2 separate regions of the Mus musculus genome follow, and region 1 is linked to region 2. A link is a contact called in public promoter capture Hi-C data. All regions are on one chromosome and are shown on one strand. Each heading gives the region's core, a stretch centred on a gene start, on an enhancer-like site or on the middle of the called end of the contact. The rest is flanking DNA. Distances are from core to core; before and after follow the strand shown. Region 1 has its middle 120 kb from the start of Gm25138. Region 2 holds the start of Il15 (interleukin 15).

The links. Promoter capture Hi-C pulls out the DNA fragments that hold promoters and counts their contacts.
Region 1: a promoter capture Hi-C map of liver shows a contact between it and region 2, with 3 times the contacts expected there. The contact joins the enhancer-like site here to the promoter of Il15 in region 2. A contact is called at or near these places in 6 of 39 promoter capture datasets (the 3T3-L1 cell line, 3T3-L1-derived adipocytes, the HPC-7 cell line and 1 more), 1 of 15 datasets of contacts at CTCF or cohesin (the NIH/3T3 cell line), 6 of 484 Hi-C or Micro-C datasets (epidermal suprabasal cells, liver, nephron progenitors and 1 more), 1 of 115 datasets of contacts at active chromatin or transcription factors (bone marrow-derived macrophages) and 2 of 9 other capture datasets (adipose tissue and pancreatic islet).

The regions. Positions count from the first base shown.
Region 1 is chr8:82,523,110-82,526,627 of GRCm38.p6, reverse strand. No RefSeq gene overlaps it. Among named protein-coding and RNA genes, the nearest start is that of Gm25138, 120 kb to the right of the region's middle. Within about 2 kb of position 1,502, at least 4 of the 459 cell types and tissues checked have an H3K27ac peak or open chromatin away from gene starts, as enhancers often do. A contact at or near this core is called in liver, where this site is marked.
Region 2 is chr8:82,400,633-82,403,960 of GRCm38.p6, reverse strand. Il15 (interleukin 15) reads left to right here and starts at 1,375. Exons shown (of 8, transcript NM_001254747.1): 1 at 1,375-1,661.

The sequences.
Region 1 (3,518 bases), core at 253-2,752, 120 kb before region 2:
AAGAAGAATGAAGACTGAAGTGTGGACACTATGCCCCTCCTTAGAATTGGGAACAAAACACCCATGGAAGGAGTTACAAAGACAAAATTTGGAGCTGAGATGAAAGGATGGACCATGTAGAGACTGCCATATCCAGGGATCCACCCCATAATCAGCATCCAAACGCTGACACCATTGCATATACTAGCAAGATTTTATCGAAAGGACCCAGATGTAGCTGTCTCTTGTGAGACTATGCCGGGGCCTAGCAAACACAGAAGTGGATGCTCACAGTCAGCTAATGGATGGATCACAGGGCTCCCAATGGAGGATCTAGAGAAAGTACCCAAGGAGCTAAAGGGATCTGCAACCCTATAGGTGGAACAACATTATGAACTAACCAGTACCCCGGAGCTCTTGACTCTAGCTGCATATGTATCAAAAGATGGCCTAGTCGGCCATCACTGGAAAGAGAGGCCCATTGGACTTGCAAACTTTATATGCCCCAGTACAGGGGAATGCCAGGGCCAAAAAGGGGGAGTGGGTGGGTAGGGGAGTGGGGGTGGGTGGGTATGGGGGACTTTTGGTATAGCATTGGAAATGTAAATGAGCTAAATACCTAATAAAAAAATGGAAAAAAAAAAGCAGAGAAGCTGGCATTCTGTGAGACAGACAGAAAATTTCTTTTACTTGCTGGATAAACTGGGCAGGCAGAAGGCAGGATTTGTTCCACCTCCAGGCGAGGGTCACGAGTGATTATGGATGCAGGGTTAATTGGATGCATGTTCACAAACCAGGTGTATTCTGTGTAAGTAGCCTCAGCTTCCCATTTGCATTTATTGCATGAGTCAAACTATCATGACATTAAAGTGGAATACTTGGGATATTGAGTGCTATGTTTATTTTTGCGATTTTGTAATTTCTGACAAGTGATCATGGTTTTTATGTTTAGGGATTGCATATTTCTATCTTTGATCAGTATATACATGAAAACAAGCCAGGCGTTTTCTATTTTAATTTGATAGACATAAAGTGTATGTGATTCTGAGACATTATGTGACATATTGGCACATGTATACATTGGTAGTGCTAAAATCTGAGTACATTTATCTTCTGAAATATTTATTTGTGGTTTATATTTTATGAAAGTAAAGTAGATAGTGTAATATTTTATAAGAAATGGAAATATGGTGAAACAAAATATAAAATAGTGGAAAACATCAATGTCTGATGTTTGAGAAACAGTGGCACTGTTTTAGAAAAGTAATACTTTGGATCCTCACAATTTTCTCCTAACTCATGAATACCTCTTCTGTAATAAACTCCCTCCAGTGTATTTCGTAATTGAGACTTGATTCTAGGAAGAAGGAAAACCACCGTCCATTTCTTACTTTCACTGAAAGCTGTACTCTTGGTTGACTTACAGAGTGAAATGTGCTTGGCGCACGTGGAGCACTCACCTCAGGGCTCCTGGACCACTGACCTCTGGCATCAGCAGACACTTCTCTCAGGTGACAAAGTCCCTCAATTGTTTTTCACCTCCAGCAGACAGAAGCCCTTGTGACACAGGAGGCAAGAGAGGAGTCAGTGTGTGTGTATGAGGTTGTCCACAGACCCCTCTGCATTTAATGTGAATCCTGTTCAATGTGCCTGGGTTCTTTGTCTCTTCATCTCTAGCAACTATGTGTTTCTGGTGCACACTCCTTTCTATGCACTGGGGCTCACATTTTCACTTATTAAGGCTCTGAAGACATGAAACATTTTAGAAATTATCCAAGGTAACTATATTATCAAGATAGTTGAAATGAACTGTTTCTATTATTTAGTACTGTCTACTGTATTCTCCTGAAACCAATCCATTGTTCTTTGGTATCCAAGCACACTATAAAAAAGAAAGAGATTCTTCCAGTCAATTAAACAAACAAGCTCAGTGAAAAGGACTTTTTAAATGAAACCTTTCCCTGACTGTGATTACAAAAGTACAGGGCAAGGAAGCTCAGATCTAATCAGAAAAATATCAAAAGACACTCCAGGGGAGGTCAGAAAGAAAGGCTCAGATCTCATAATAGGTAAAGTTGTTCTTTTAGCAAAAGGATTTGTTCAGTTTAAGTTGCATTGGGCTTTTTAAATCTCTTCTTCATCATCATCATCATATATATATATATATATAATTAATGGTCTATAGATGGAGACTAAATTCTAATTAATAAAGCTAGGCCATTGACCTGTTTTAAACCAAGGCACCTAGATAGTAAAACAATTTTCTTAAGGGGGAAGCAAAACAACAAGCTACCAGTAAGAAATTGCCAGGTTAACTGCAGTCTGTGTTCAAAAGTGAAAGCCCAAAGGTCACACTCAAGTTAGGATAAGAGCTCAGAGTGAGGTGTGTGTGTCTGCGCAAGCGCGCGCACGCGCATACTCTCTTGAATGCGCGCGCGTGTAGATTTATGCAAAGGAACTTTTGCCTCTCTCAACTACTGATAGTAAACTTTTTCCTTGGGGGTTGGTAAATACAGTTTCGTAACACGTCCAACTGGTTTGGGTGAAACCCATCCGGTTTCTGTGGTAGTTGGCTCTTGGTGAATCCTTATTTGCACATTGGTTTTGGATCCTCTACAAGAGCCTTGTGTTTGTAGGGCAGGATAATCATCAGTTTTACTGAGCAGGTTGCCAGGATCAGCAGTGTTTGGTGCTGCACAGGTGTTCTTGGCATCTGAATACGGCATTGCTTTGGTAGATCCTACTCCAGCTTATTTTCATCAAGATTTACCTCACAGACCTGTCTGAATTCTCTTATAAACCATTTCGCAGAAGACTGCTTGTTTGTAACTTTAGTAACTTATTTTTTACCTCTTGGTCAAATGAATAGTAACCATAGACATGAATGCTGCCATTAGTTACCGACTGTGAATTGTTATTTTTATTAGATATCTTCTTTATTTACATTTCAAATGGTATTCGCTTTCTTGGTTTCCCCTCTGAAAACCCCCTATCCCATCCCCCTGCTTCTGTGAGGGTGCTCCTCACCCCATTTACCGATTCCTGTTTCCCCATCCAGGTATTCCCCTATTGGGGCATTGAGCCTTCACAGAACCAAAGGCCTCTCCTCTCATTGATGTTCTACAAGGTCATCCTCTGCTACATATGCAGCTAGAGCCATGTGTACTCTTTGGTTGGTACAACCACTCTGGAAATCAGTCTGGTGATTTCTCAGAAAATTAGACCTAGTAATACCTGATTATCCAGCTATACCACTCATGGGCATATACCCAAAAGATATTCCAACATATAACAAGGAAACATGCTCCACTATGTTTATAGCAGCCTTATTTATAATAGCTAGAAGCTGGAAAGAACCCAGATGTCCTTCAACAGAGGAATACATACAGAAAATGTGGTACATTTACACAAAGGAGTACTACTCAGCTACTAAAAACAATGACTTCGTGAACTTATCAAGCAAATGGATGGAATTAGAAAATATCATTCTGAGTGAGGTAACCCAATCACAAAAGAACACACATGGTATGCAACCACTG
Region 2 (3,328 bases), core at 126-2,625:
TTTTTATGTTTCTTTAAATATAATTTATAATGGTAGTAAAATTTTAAATGGTTGTAAAATACACATTTTCACGATTTTTATTATAAGTAAATTTTGGTGTGATTGTTACCAAAACATGCATTATTGTTTCAAATATAAACCTTGAAGGGATACAAGATAAGTGTGTGAGAACAAACTTCCCATTACAATGATTTTATGTGGAATGCCACACACAGTTAATAATTAGTCGTTCAAATATTCTAGTTTTTACCATTTTTTAATGTAATACACAAAAACACAGAACATAGTTGTGTTTAACTAGGTGCCAAGGGCCTCATCGTTTTCTCCTGGCTTTCTCAAAAGCTTTGGGAACCGCAAGCCACTGAGTCTTTTCAATGATTCATCTGAATGCCAAAGCTGGGACCCCGGGCTCTCGGACTGTCTGGAATAGACACACAGTTGACATGGTTAACTCCTCCTCACTATAATCACTCCTAATTTCCAACTTAAAGATGCTGCCTTACCCACGCCTTGTTTCCCATCAAAAGACATGTGCAATGTTTTACATTCAGCTACAAATTAGGTTGGAAAAATGACCCAAGAGGGGTCAATTTAGTGGAAGTTTACTGTTCCCAAACAGGCCCCTCCTAGCAAGAGTTCAGAAAGAAACTTCCCTCTTCCAGACTCTGCAGCAGGTCAAGGGTTGTTTTGGAGGACCGCCCATTCCAGACCCAAGGTCCTTTTCCGTTTCCTCCCGGTACAGTCTCTGTCCAGATCTCCTCCGGGCTTCTATGGGGAAGCCAAACTGCCTCCCTGCAAGGCCAGTTGCTGTAGATGCAAGCAACCTGTGAACTCAGGCCAACTCCTTGAAACTTCACAGAGGCAAAGGCATTCCAGGACACACAGAGGCTGTGGCCAACTGCCCAGGGGGAGGAGACTGCTCTCTGCTCTCAGTTGCCCTTCAGGTTCTGCGCCCTGGGGACCTGGCAGTGGCAGAATCATGTGGGCACCTGGTAAGGTGGCCGGGACCATGTGTTCCTCCCGCAACCTCCCCAGGGTGTTGATCTCCGCCTCAGCTTGGGCTCTTTCTCTTTCACTTTTCTGTTAGCTGGGGTTGGGACTCCCCGGCTGGAAAGCACTGGGGGAAACCGGGGAAACCCCAGCTGATTCGCTCCTTGTGCCTTGATTGCTCCCGCTGGCTGCTGCCCTGCATCCTGCACCCTTCAACCAGAACCCGATGGAGGTACAGAATGGGAGGTGGTAGTGCTGGTGGTGGTGGATCAACAATGGAATTTTTTTTTTTTCCGAAAGCCTACGCCCCGGGCCCCTCCCAGCTCTGGCTCTGCTCAGGCACCCTTTTCCCCTCCAGCTGCCGGCCAGGCCGCCCCGCCCTCTTTCTTGACCAAGACTTCAATACTCAGTGGCACTGTATTCCCCTTCTGTCCAGCCACTCTTCCCCAGAGTTCTCTTCTTCATCCTCCCCCTTGCAGAGTAGGGCAGCTTGCAGGTCCTCCTGCAAGTCTCTCCCAATTCTCTGCGCCCAAAAGACTTGCAGTGCATCTCCTTACGCGCTGCAGGGACCTTGCCAGGGCAGGACTGCCCCCGCCCAGTTGCAGAGTTGGACGAAGACGGGATCCTGCTGTGTTTGGAAGGCTGAGTTCCACATCTAACAGCTCAGAGAGGTCAGGAAAGGTACTAACTCGGCTCTGCTTGCCACATTCTTTCAAACTTCTGGCCCCGGCGAATGGATGGCTGCTATGGACTTTCTTTCTTTCTTTCTCTCTCTCTCTCCTCTCTCCCTTTGCAAAAATTACTCACCTTTTCCTTGTTGAAGATGCGTTTTCTAGGGAAATAAATGTGCAGGAATGGCCATAGGTCTGGGTCTGTATTAGCAACAGCTTAGCTCAAGGCTTAATCAAAGCAGTTGTCTGTATGAAATACCAGATTGAAGGGAAGCAACGGGGAAGATTGTCCTGAAATAAAATCCTCACTCAAGCGGGCTTTAGATGAAAACCCAGCTAACTTTTTCAAGTGGGTTGGAGAGTGCAAAGTTGCAAGAAAGGGAAGCTCAAAAGAATGTCTATAGCCCCTCCCCCCTGCATTTAATATTATGTTAATGCCCAAACAATGTTAATGATCCAGGTTCCAGACAGAACCAGGCAGCGTCCTGACAGGTTTCAGACAGAACCAGAGACAGAGTCCCGCAGAAGCTGAAATGGAAATGAGGTGATTGGCAGCAGCTACTTTCCACTGGTGATTTTAAATTGATTTCTGATACTCTCATTGGTGGCGCCAGGGAGGCCCCATTGACCTGCCAGGACTCTCCAGTCTGAGCCGGTAAATAAACAGATTACTACGATTGCTGCCTCAAGTTAGATCCTTATCAACATTGAATGCTCACTAAAATTTAAAGGATTTCTTAAAGGAAGTTTAGAGGGATTGATAAGAAAGAAGCGACTCAAGAGGGAACATCAATATTAATAAAGGAGTAGAGACAAAACTATAGTTATTTTAGGCTTTTAGAATAAAAAAACAACAACAACAACAACAACAAACTCCGGAGTTTTACTTAAAATGTGGAAGGGTCAGAAATTGCTTCAGGCTTGTTATAAATGTGTCTGCTTCTCCTCTGATCTTTATGCTTCCCCTTTTCCCTTCTGGGAGTTTGCAGTCCCATTCTCACTCTAATGGCTCCTCTTGCCTTGTGATCTGTTTTGCAACATGATAGGGGGTCAGGTTTTCCCTAGTTCAGATCCCTGACAGGTTTCTAGTAGTTTAGATATTACTGCTGGCTGCTGATTGGCAGGCAGAGGCAGTGTACAGTGCGGTGGGAAGCTGCTTCTTAGAATTTTCCTGCAGATTGCTGGTGGGTTAAAGGAAAAATACAATGGTGCTTTCTTAGTTAAATCTTGTTTCAATTCTAAGAAGTGTCTGTGGCTATATTGCATAATATAACATTTGTCAAGGACACAGATTTATATATATATATATATATATATATACATATATATATATATATATATATATATAAACTAATTTTGAAGAGTTTTAGCAAAATGGCTTAAGGTTATTGAAACAATTTGGAAGCAGAATTTTGACCTTGGGAAGCACTTCATCTGAGGTGTGTGCTGCCGCTCTGTGATTTCAGCTCTGTGATTTCAGGGAAGCTAAAAAAAAAAAAAAAAAAAAAAAAAAAGGAGCTCTGTGGATTTTCCTGAGGGAACTATTTGTAACACCAATCAGCTTTTATAAATGGATATTTGACCCAAGGCTTTAAAACGTTTAGAATCTGGTCTCTGTTTATGTAACTTTTCTTCTGAATGCTGGTTAACCACAACCCAGGAAATAA